Regions from separate parts of the Anas platyrhynchos genome. Here regions 2 and 3 are each linked to region 1. A link is a contact called in public Hi-C data. All regions are on one chromosome and are shown on one strand. Each heading gives the region's core, a stretch centred on a gene start, on an enhancer-like site or on the middle of the called end of the contact. The rest is flanking DNA. Distances are from core to core; before and after follow the strand shown.

Region 1 (2,809 bases), core at 138-2,637:
TTTCTGCAATTAACTTTCAGTCCCTTGCTGTGTGCCCCCTCTGCCAGAGCCCTGGGAGGGCGAAGGTGTGCAGTGTGTGCAGCATGAACCATGCAGCATGTGCAGCATGTGCAGTGTGCACCGTGCAGTGTGCACAGCGTGCAGCATGTGCAACGTGCAGCAGGGACGGAGCATTGTGCCCAGGAATGGGGGGCAGAGCACCCCCTGGCAGCAGGAGCATCCCGGTGCCGTTGCACAAGAACGGGACACGTCCCCTCCGCCCTGTGCACGGCACACGAGGACACGCACGCCCCCAGCCCTGGCCAGGCCTCAGGAAGTTCTCTGCCGTCCTCCGGAGCAGACGAGGGCGGTGCAATTGGCGTTTAATTGCAAGCACCACGAGATCTGCTCCGAGAGGGACGCCGAAGGCCCCTGTAAATGGCTATCTAACTTGATTTAAAAAGTGTGAGCGTAGGACACGGCGAAGGTTGCTTCCCCTTGGTACCACAAGCTTGCATTCGGCCCAAGGACAGCAGCAGCAGAGCCGCGGCGTTGCTGGATTTCTCAGCAGAAGTTCGCAGTGGACTGCGAGACAGCTGGAATTCATATTAGAATATTTTTAACGTGCTCTTACAAATACTTTGGCATACGCCTCTTCCACTCCTTTTAATGATGTTGACTTCATTTCCTTTAATATGGGGGAAAAATGCTACACCAACAAAACTTAATTAAATTAATAAGAAGAAACAATAATAAATAATTCCAGTTGCGTTGCTGCGGGGTTGCAAAACACGGCTCAGGATGTTTGCCTGATAAAACGTCACCGCCGCGCAGCAGAGCAGGGCCGCCCTCCCTCCCCGTGCACCCTGTGCCCCATGGCTTACACCAACCACCCCACGGGGCCCAGGGACGCCGGGGCTGTTCCTAAACCATCTCTGCTTAGCACCACGGGGCCCCAGCAGCCAGTGAGAGCGTGGGGCTGCAATTCTGCTGGGGAATGCGTGTGCCACGTGCAGATGCATGCATGTGCGTGTGCATGATAGGCACGTGCACGCGCGCTGATAGGTGCACGTGCATCTATGCATGGGGGCATGCACGTGTGCAGCCTGTGTGCATGCACAGGCATGATTGTGCACACGTGTGCATGCATGTGTGCAGTCTGTGCGTGCATGGGCGTGATTGTGTGTGCACGCGTGTGCAGCCTGGGTGCACGCACGGCCATAACCGTGCACACCTGTGTGCAGCCTGTGCACGCACGTGCCTGACTCCACGTGCACGTGTGCACATCTGTGTGCACACACGCCTGCGTGCTTGTGCACGCGCCTGCACGCCTGTGTGCTCGCACCCGTGCCCGGTGCGTGTGCGTGTGCCCGCTCGTGCCCGCGCGCCGAGCACGCGGCGCCCCCTGGAGGCGCGACCCCGCCGCCGCCCCCCCCCCCGGCTCCCCCCGGTCCCATCCCGGTGGCGGCGGGGCCCGCGCTGCCCCCTCCCGGCCGCTGCCGGCCCGGGGGCCCCGTCGGGGATTGAGGAGGAGGAGGAGGAGGAAGGACGGAGGGGGGGGTCAGGGAATGCGGGTGGCACGGTGCTGGCTGCTGGCAGCCCAGATCTGCAGGGGAGACGGCGGTCCGTCCTCATCCTCATCCTCATCCTCATCCTCATCCTCATCCTCATCCTCATCCTCATCCTCATCCTCATCCTCATCCTCACCCTCACCCTCACCCTCACCCTCATCCTCATCCTCATCCTCATCCTCATCCTCATCCTCATCCTCATCCTCATCCTCATCCCCATCCTCATCCCCATCCCCATCCCCATCCTCATCCTCACCCTCACCCTCATCCTCATCCTCATCCTCATCCTCATCCTCATCCTCATCCTCATCCTCATCCTCATCCTCATCCTCACCCTCATCCTCACCCTCATCCTCACCTTCATCTCATCCTCACCCTCATCATCCTCATCTTCATCCCCATCCCCACCCTCACCCACCAGCACCACCCCTTGAACCTGTGCCTGAGCCCTGCGCCCCGCAGGACGCACACGGAGGATTTCTGGGTGCCCTCGGGGTGTCGTGCCCCGTGCCCTGCTGTGACGGGCAATCCCCGGTGTTTCCCCAAATCCCACCCAGGCTCTTACACAAGGGCTGAACGCATCACCCCAGGGGTACGGACACACATCGGTGCCAGGTGCTGGTGCAACCTGCCACGGAAACGTAATTCTAGGGAACGGTAACTCCTGCACCTGAGCACGTGCCTGTGCAGATCTGGGAAATATCCTCCTTTGGCTTCTGGGGGCTGATTTCCTGAACCTCAGCACAAAAATCCCATTTTCACACCAAGTTTCAGGGACTCTAACCCGGCAGAGGGCTTCTCGACATGCTCTCGAAAAACTCTCCGTGGCCACTCGTGTGGGTGACGCGCTGGCTGGTGCTCACCGAGCGAAGACGCGGATTTTTACCTGCCCGGCCCATTTTTTTTTTACCCATGTAATAAAATATGACACTAGAGGGCGGCCTGTTAATGTAATTCAATAACGAAGCTGCAGTGGCTGCAGGTGGAGACGCGGCTCCGATGCTTTGCAGTCCTGGGCACGGCACCTGATTCCCCCGGGATAGCCCCGAGACACGGGGGGGATCCAGAGGGGCACACCAGAGCCCCCCAAATAACAAATATCCCAAGAAATGGGGTTTGCCAGCAGGCCACACGATCTGTGTAGTGTCACGAGCAGTCCTGCTTCAGCAAAGCTCAGAGGAGGAGGTAACAGGAGCCATCCCCTGCTCCCTGACCCCAAATCCTCACCCTGCCCCAAGCCATTTTGGACCCATTTTGGA
Region 2 (2,809 bases), core at 233-2,732, 300 kb before region 1:
GCTGGGTTCATTACAGAGTGCACTCTGTCCCTGGCCTTTCTTTTCCAATTGCTGAAAGGAATGTCAATTTTCATTTGCATACTTTATCTGCTGAATTCGAGACTGCCAATTTAGTTTACACAAATCTCCCAAAAGCCGTTAGACAGCCAGTGATGTGAAATATTGCTGAGATCTTTGTCAGACATCCATATATTTTAAACCAACATTTTTACTGATTCTCTGAGCACCTGGGGCCATAACAGACCTTTCATTGGTACTGACAGACTCATCCCTAAGTCACCATTCATCCACAAAAACATTCACTGGTGAAACCAGAAGACTTTAAAAAGGGCTGGTTAATGACATTCTCTTAAATACCACCTGGGAGTTGTTTCCAAGCTTTTAAAGCTTCTAGGTCCCCATTTGTTTTTCAGGAAATGCTTCTAGCGTGGATGGAAACTTCTGACAGTAGTGCTGCCTTTCCCAAGTACGTTCACCACTGAACAGTCTCTTCACCTCAAACAGTCCGTGATCCCCAGCAGCTCACAGCTGAAAACTGATGCTTTCAGAAACAAGCACTAGAAAAATATGGAATAACTCTTTAAAAAGTGAGAAACAAACAAAGGTTGGTTATCACCACAAAAAAATACTTTACGAGGAGCAAACAGTGATGAAGATAAAGCTTGTCTTCTGCAGGTATTTAGCACACATTTAAAAAAAAAAAAAAGTAGAGAAAAAGAAAAACGAAGCAAGAGAAGGTACTTTACCAGTACACAATCACAATTTTACATGAAAACACAAGACGGCTCGAGGGCTCTCCTAGCCGGGCCTGGCAGAGCCGGGCGGGCACGGGCCACCCACTTTACCTCAGATCTGAGGAATTTTCTCTGAAACTCTCTCGAAGGTGCCCACAGCTCCCAGAGCAGTGCCAGGACAGTGTTCACGGGCACCAGGCGGGAGGTTAGGCCTGCCATGCCGGTGATCGTCCCTCAGCCCCGTACTTGTCCCTCAACCGCCTGCCCACGCTGCTCTCACCCCTCCTAACCCAGTCCTCACCAGCCGCTTCCAGGCGGTTCCTGTAGAGGAGGACGCCCCCCGAGAGCAGCCCCGGGTCCCCTCACAGCCCCTTCACCGCCCCCCATCGCCCCGCGCCGCCCCGCTGAGGCGGGGCCGACATCTTGGGTAAGGGCAGAGGGGCGCCGTCCCTCGGGCGGCCATCTTTGTCCAGGGTACAGAGCCCGGCGGGCCTGCACGGGCGCCATCTTGGGTAAGGGCACGCTGTGCCCTCACCGCCTCCCCGAGCCGCCTCAGGAGCCATATTTACCGAGGCCAACCCCTGAAAGAGCCAAAAATAGACAAATAAATAAATAAAAGCGGCACCCAGAGGGCCGCCCGCGCAGCCGGCTCCCCCGGAGGCAGGGCGGTGGGGCCGCTCCTCCTCCTCCTCCTTCTCCTCCTCCTCCCCCCCCGCGGCGTCACTGACGGCGGCCGCGGCTCCCAAGATGGCCGCCCGGCCGGGGCGGCGGCCGGCGGGAGCGGCGGGGACGGTGCTGAGGTGGCGAGGGGCGGCCGATGCCCCGTTCCCCTTCCTCCTCCCTTTTCTCCTCTTCCTCCTCTGGTTCGCAGCCGTGAGGGCAGCGGCGAGCTCGGAGCCGCCGCCCAAGTGCGACGAGCTGCGGCTGGGGCAATATCCTGAGCGCGGCCGCGGCGGGGGGGACGGGGGTCGGGGGCTGAGGGGATGGGGCCGGCGGCTGTGAGGCACCGGGGGGCAGCGGTGGTGGCAGGGACACCCTCGGGTGGAAGGGGCGGGAGGGAGGGGGTGTGTGTGTGTGGTGGCACGGGTTTGTTTGGGGGTAGCTTGGAAAAAAAAAGTTAATTTCACCTCCTGCCTTACTTGGCCGTGGGAGTTCAGCCCTCTGAAAATTTGTTCCTGCTCACGATTTCTTTAGTCCAAATTCCCGGCGTTTCCGATGTTCGTTTTTAGGTGTTCTTTGAAATTTGTTATTGTAGCTTTAATCTTCTCAACCAAATGCCTCGGTTTAAAGGTACCCCGGTATCAAAATAAGGAAGGAAGCATAGGCTGGGGTTTTCTACCTTGTCGCCTTCAAATACAGAGACTGTGACTGATAAATATTGTAGTTCCCTTAGGTAGTGCTGACTGCAGCACTAATTAAGCGTGGAGCTTATGCAATATATTGATGTATTAAATTGGATTAGCAGATTTGCTGTATGGTAATGTGCTGTTCCTATTTGGGGGGATGGGGAGGGAGGAAAACTGACATCAAGGTACATCTTTAATCCTCAGAGGTTAAAGAGGGTGGAATAAATTAATGTTAAACCTGTTGTAGTGTTTGATATGAGAAATGTTTTCCTCAATTACCTGAACATATATGTGTGATGAGCCTAAAATAGACAATAGCACACAAGAACCAATGAATTGTACAAATCACACGGCATATGGTAAGGATTTCCAATTTCTAACATATATTGACAGTAATTACATTTTCCAAGGAAGCATTTAATTCATGCATTTATGTATCTGCTAGATGAGCTTTTAAAACATGGGATTAGTAATGTCATTAGTGTGAAAGCCTGGAACATTTGTGTACATGGGATGCTTCACTGAAAATGAATAAATACGTTGTCTCTCGTTGGTACGTTTTTAAGTGAGGTTTCTGGTAAGCCTCTTCAAAGTATGTCATATCTTCTAGGCCCTGTCCTTCTCTACTGTGATTAGAGCAAACCATTCCTGTCCTACTCAGTTTTGCATATACTTAGAAGAACTGACATATGGCAGAGCAACCTCAAAACCTTCAAAATCTGTATAATT
Region 3 (2,809 bases), core at 203-2,702, 280 kb before region 1:
TTGGTTTGAGCTGAAACTTGGACCAAGTTTGATAAGTTGAACACTGAATTCTTTTTCTTTTTTTTTTCTTTTAATTTTCTCTGCAGCATCATAACTTAGTCAGGCGTGGGGCGGGGAGGGAGAAGGGTTCCAGTGCATCCTCCTGCACTCTGTCTCACACAGGGGTGGCTGTACCTGTGCGATGTACCTGTCCCCAACCAGTGGCAGGACAGAGCGAGATGCACGTTTTGTTACCTCTGGAAAGCACCATTTCTCCCCTTGGAACCTGTGGCTGCTTCTCTTACACAGCTGCACTCCAGAGCAGGTGTGTGAGACGTCTTGGAGGCAGCTGATCCACGGAGCGCAACCAGAAGCACTGGGGTAAACCTCCATCCTTTGGAGGGCTGTCGCAGTAATTGCCAGCTTTTATGTCTCTTGCACCACCTCAGCTAAAACCAAGGTGCTGGCTGCCCTGGTGCTTCCCTTTCGGGGAGCTGAGATGCCCGAGGTGCTGGGAGAGCTGCACAGCCTCCGACTGCCTTTCAGGTCGAAGCATTCAAACGAGAAGGAAGTTGGCAGCGCCCGGGGTTATCCTGCCCCACTGCTCCAGCGTGCCAGGCTGCCAGGGGTGGGCCAGAGAGCAGCTCAGGTTTGGCTGGCTCAGAATAAAGTAGCACAAAACTCCTCGTCGTGAACCTGTTCTGCAGAGGGTGCTTTGCCCTCGAGTCAGGAGAGTGGTGGGAATGAAATTATTAATGCATTCTGTTTCCTTTACACAGAACCTTCCTCAGGTCCTCGGATTTACTGTGAAGAAAACAGCAAGAACGTGTAAGGGGAGAGCACGGACTGCAAAGCACTGACTGGGTGTTCACCTTGAGCCCGAAGAGACTGCCCAACATATGGATTGTGTTGGCAGAGGCAGAAGCCTGGGGAATGCAGAGGTGGGGGGTAATTTTTAGGGCTTTCATTCCATGGTCCCATTGATTATAACCCTATTAAGAGGATGATGCATGCGACTTTTAAGTTATTTTGTTAACTAAGTGTAAGCAATGGATGTGTCATGCTAACAAACATAATTGCTGGTGTGTCTAATACAGTATGAAAGTACAGTATAGTGAATTTAAAAGGTTGTGGTAATCTAAGAATGTTAAAAGGGAAATGTGTGCCTGGGGGGCGTGGGGGCTGGGGAGAAAAACGACTTACTTGACATTCACTGTCTTCCTCCCAGCTCCTTTGCTAAAGTAGGAACAGAATCGGAACAAAAAAATGTTTGTTTTACAGCTGTACCAAGTTACGGCGTGGACTCGTGCTCCCCCCTCCTCTCCCACTTGCATCAAGTACATCCTGTACTTTTGGCAACATGTTGACTGGATATTTAAAAGCTGTGAACTGTTCTGAAAGTTTCACATACTGGGTTATGGGCCATGTGTGTTTGATCAAAATTCAATTACTGCACTGTACCATGCTTGGAAACCTATCATCCCAAGTTATGAAGTATGACGAAATAGGCTAATCTAATTGGTTCAGTATGGGAGCAGTATCAACCAAGCTTGTTATGATAAATAGCTTCCTGTGTTAAAGGTTCTCTAGAGCTTAAGTATCTTGGCTCACCTCCCTCTACAAAATAAGAATAGTGTTCCCTGGGAACAGTTACATCACTGTCCCTCTTCTACATTCACAATTAAAGGTTTGTGGATTTTTTTTCATCTTGCTGTTCCTTGAATAGATAAACTGTGGCCATCTACCCCGTTCCCCACTTCCATCTCCTTCCCCTTTCCTCAGGTTAGCTCACGTTGGGCTTGCCCTGAGCCTACAGGTTCTGTTTCAGGGGTAGGTGGCGGTAGGGGTAGGTGAGCCAAAATGGACCAGGACGCCAAAACCCACCTTGGGCTGGAGGATGGGGGTTGCGTGCCGGGACGTCAGTGCACGTGGTGTGTATGTTCATACAGAGATGGGGAATTTTTGATGTTAAGTTAAATGTGGAAGCACTTGAACCTTTCTAAACACCTAATAAAAGTGAGTTTCATACTTATGGATGTGCTATTATCTTCTTGAAACTGAAGTTTTAGTTCATCAGTGGTTAAACACAGTTTGCAAGCACTGGATTATGGCTCGGGAAGGACTATGTTCTAAGCCTGGATTTGTAGTGACTGAATTTGTCACTAAGACAGCGAGCGGTCTCCCCTGAGATGATACTGGCTCCATGGTGTTATTTGGTCCATCCTTGGCAAGAAGTGCTTAGCTTGGATTTCGATGTCACAGTAACAGACAGTGTCGAGGGAAAAAGCCTGGAGAAGTGGCTCCCGATGCTCCGGCTGTTCAATTTTTTCCTTTCTTGAGCCACACCCCTACACGTGTCTTCTAATTCAGAAATCCCCTGCAGGCAAAATAATTGTGTGATGACCGTTTTACAAAGGCACACTATGGGCCTGGTCTTGCAAGTGCCTTTAACTTGGACGAAATTTCTCCCAAGAATAAAGTTATTCACATATTTAAGAGTTGATAGAATGAGCCCTTATGCAAGTGAGTCTTCATATTAGCCCCAAGACTGCCTAATACCTGGATTAAGCCTGTATGGTGATTAATGCCTGTTTACTGTATCTGTTATCCCACTGCATTTTGCTCTTCAGCCTTGATTAAGCCCTTTGCTTTACCATTTAAAATGTCCTGCTTAACCTTCTGCTTACAAACGTACATAGTGCTGAGGTCTGCATTTTTAACTAGCACAAGTTCTACCATAAATAATAGCATTTAATTTTAAAGTGCAACAGCTACAGTCACCACTTGATCAAATGACAAAGAACAGCAACGGCAAACCGGGGAACACGGA

What was found. Hi-C and Micro-C count contacts between places; a contact is called where the count stands out from the background.
Region 2: a Hi-C map of skeletal muscle shows a contact between it and region 1, with 2.0 times the contacts expected there. The contact joins the promoter of TM2D1 here to the enhancer-like site in region 1. A contact is called at or near these places in 4 of 8 Hi-C or Micro-C datasets (liver, skeletal muscle and subcutaneous adipose tissue).
Region 3: a contact with region 1 is called in a Hi-C map of subcutaneous adipose tissue, with 3 times the contacts expected there. The contact joins two enhancer-like sites. A contact is called at or near these places in 3 of 8 Hi-C or Micro-C datasets (liver, skeletal muscle and subcutaneous adipose tissue).

Annotation. Positions count from the first base shown.
Region 1 is chr8:36,380,324-36,383,132 of IASCAAS_PekinDuck_T2T, reverse strand. The region is part of intron 2 of NFIA (nuclear factor I A); the gene reads right to left. Among named protein-coding and RNA genes, the nearest start is that of NFIA, 110 kb to the right of the region's middle. Within about 2 kb of position 1,387, at least 1 of the 8 cell types and tissues checked has an H3K27ac peak or open chromatin away from gene starts, as enhancers often do. A contact at or near this core is called in subcutaneous adipose tissue, where this site is marked.
Region 2 is chr8:36,676,152-36,678,960 of IASCAAS_PekinDuck_T2T, reverse strand. TM2D1 (TM2 domain containing 1) reads left to right here and starts at 1,482. Exons shown (of 7, transcript XM_072041448.1): 1 at 1,482-1,670; 2 at 2,370-2,439. The coding sequence starts at 1,482. LOC140002995 (a long non-coding RNA gene) reads right to left here and starts at 1,175. Exons shown (of 2, transcript XR_011810841.1): 1 at 1,036-1,175; 2 at 1-557.
Region 3 is chr8:36,657,539-36,660,347 of IASCAAS_PekinDuck_T2T, reverse strand. TM2D1 (TM2 domain containing 1) reads left to right here. Exons shown (of 7, transcript XM_072041448.1): 7 at 759-2,011. Among named protein-coding and RNA genes, the nearest start is that of TM2D1, 19 kb to the left of the region's middle. Within about 2 kb of position 1,452, at least 3 of the 8 cell types and tissues checked have an H3K27ac peak or open chromatin away from gene starts, as enhancers often do. A contact at or near this core is called in subcutaneous adipose tissue, where this site is marked.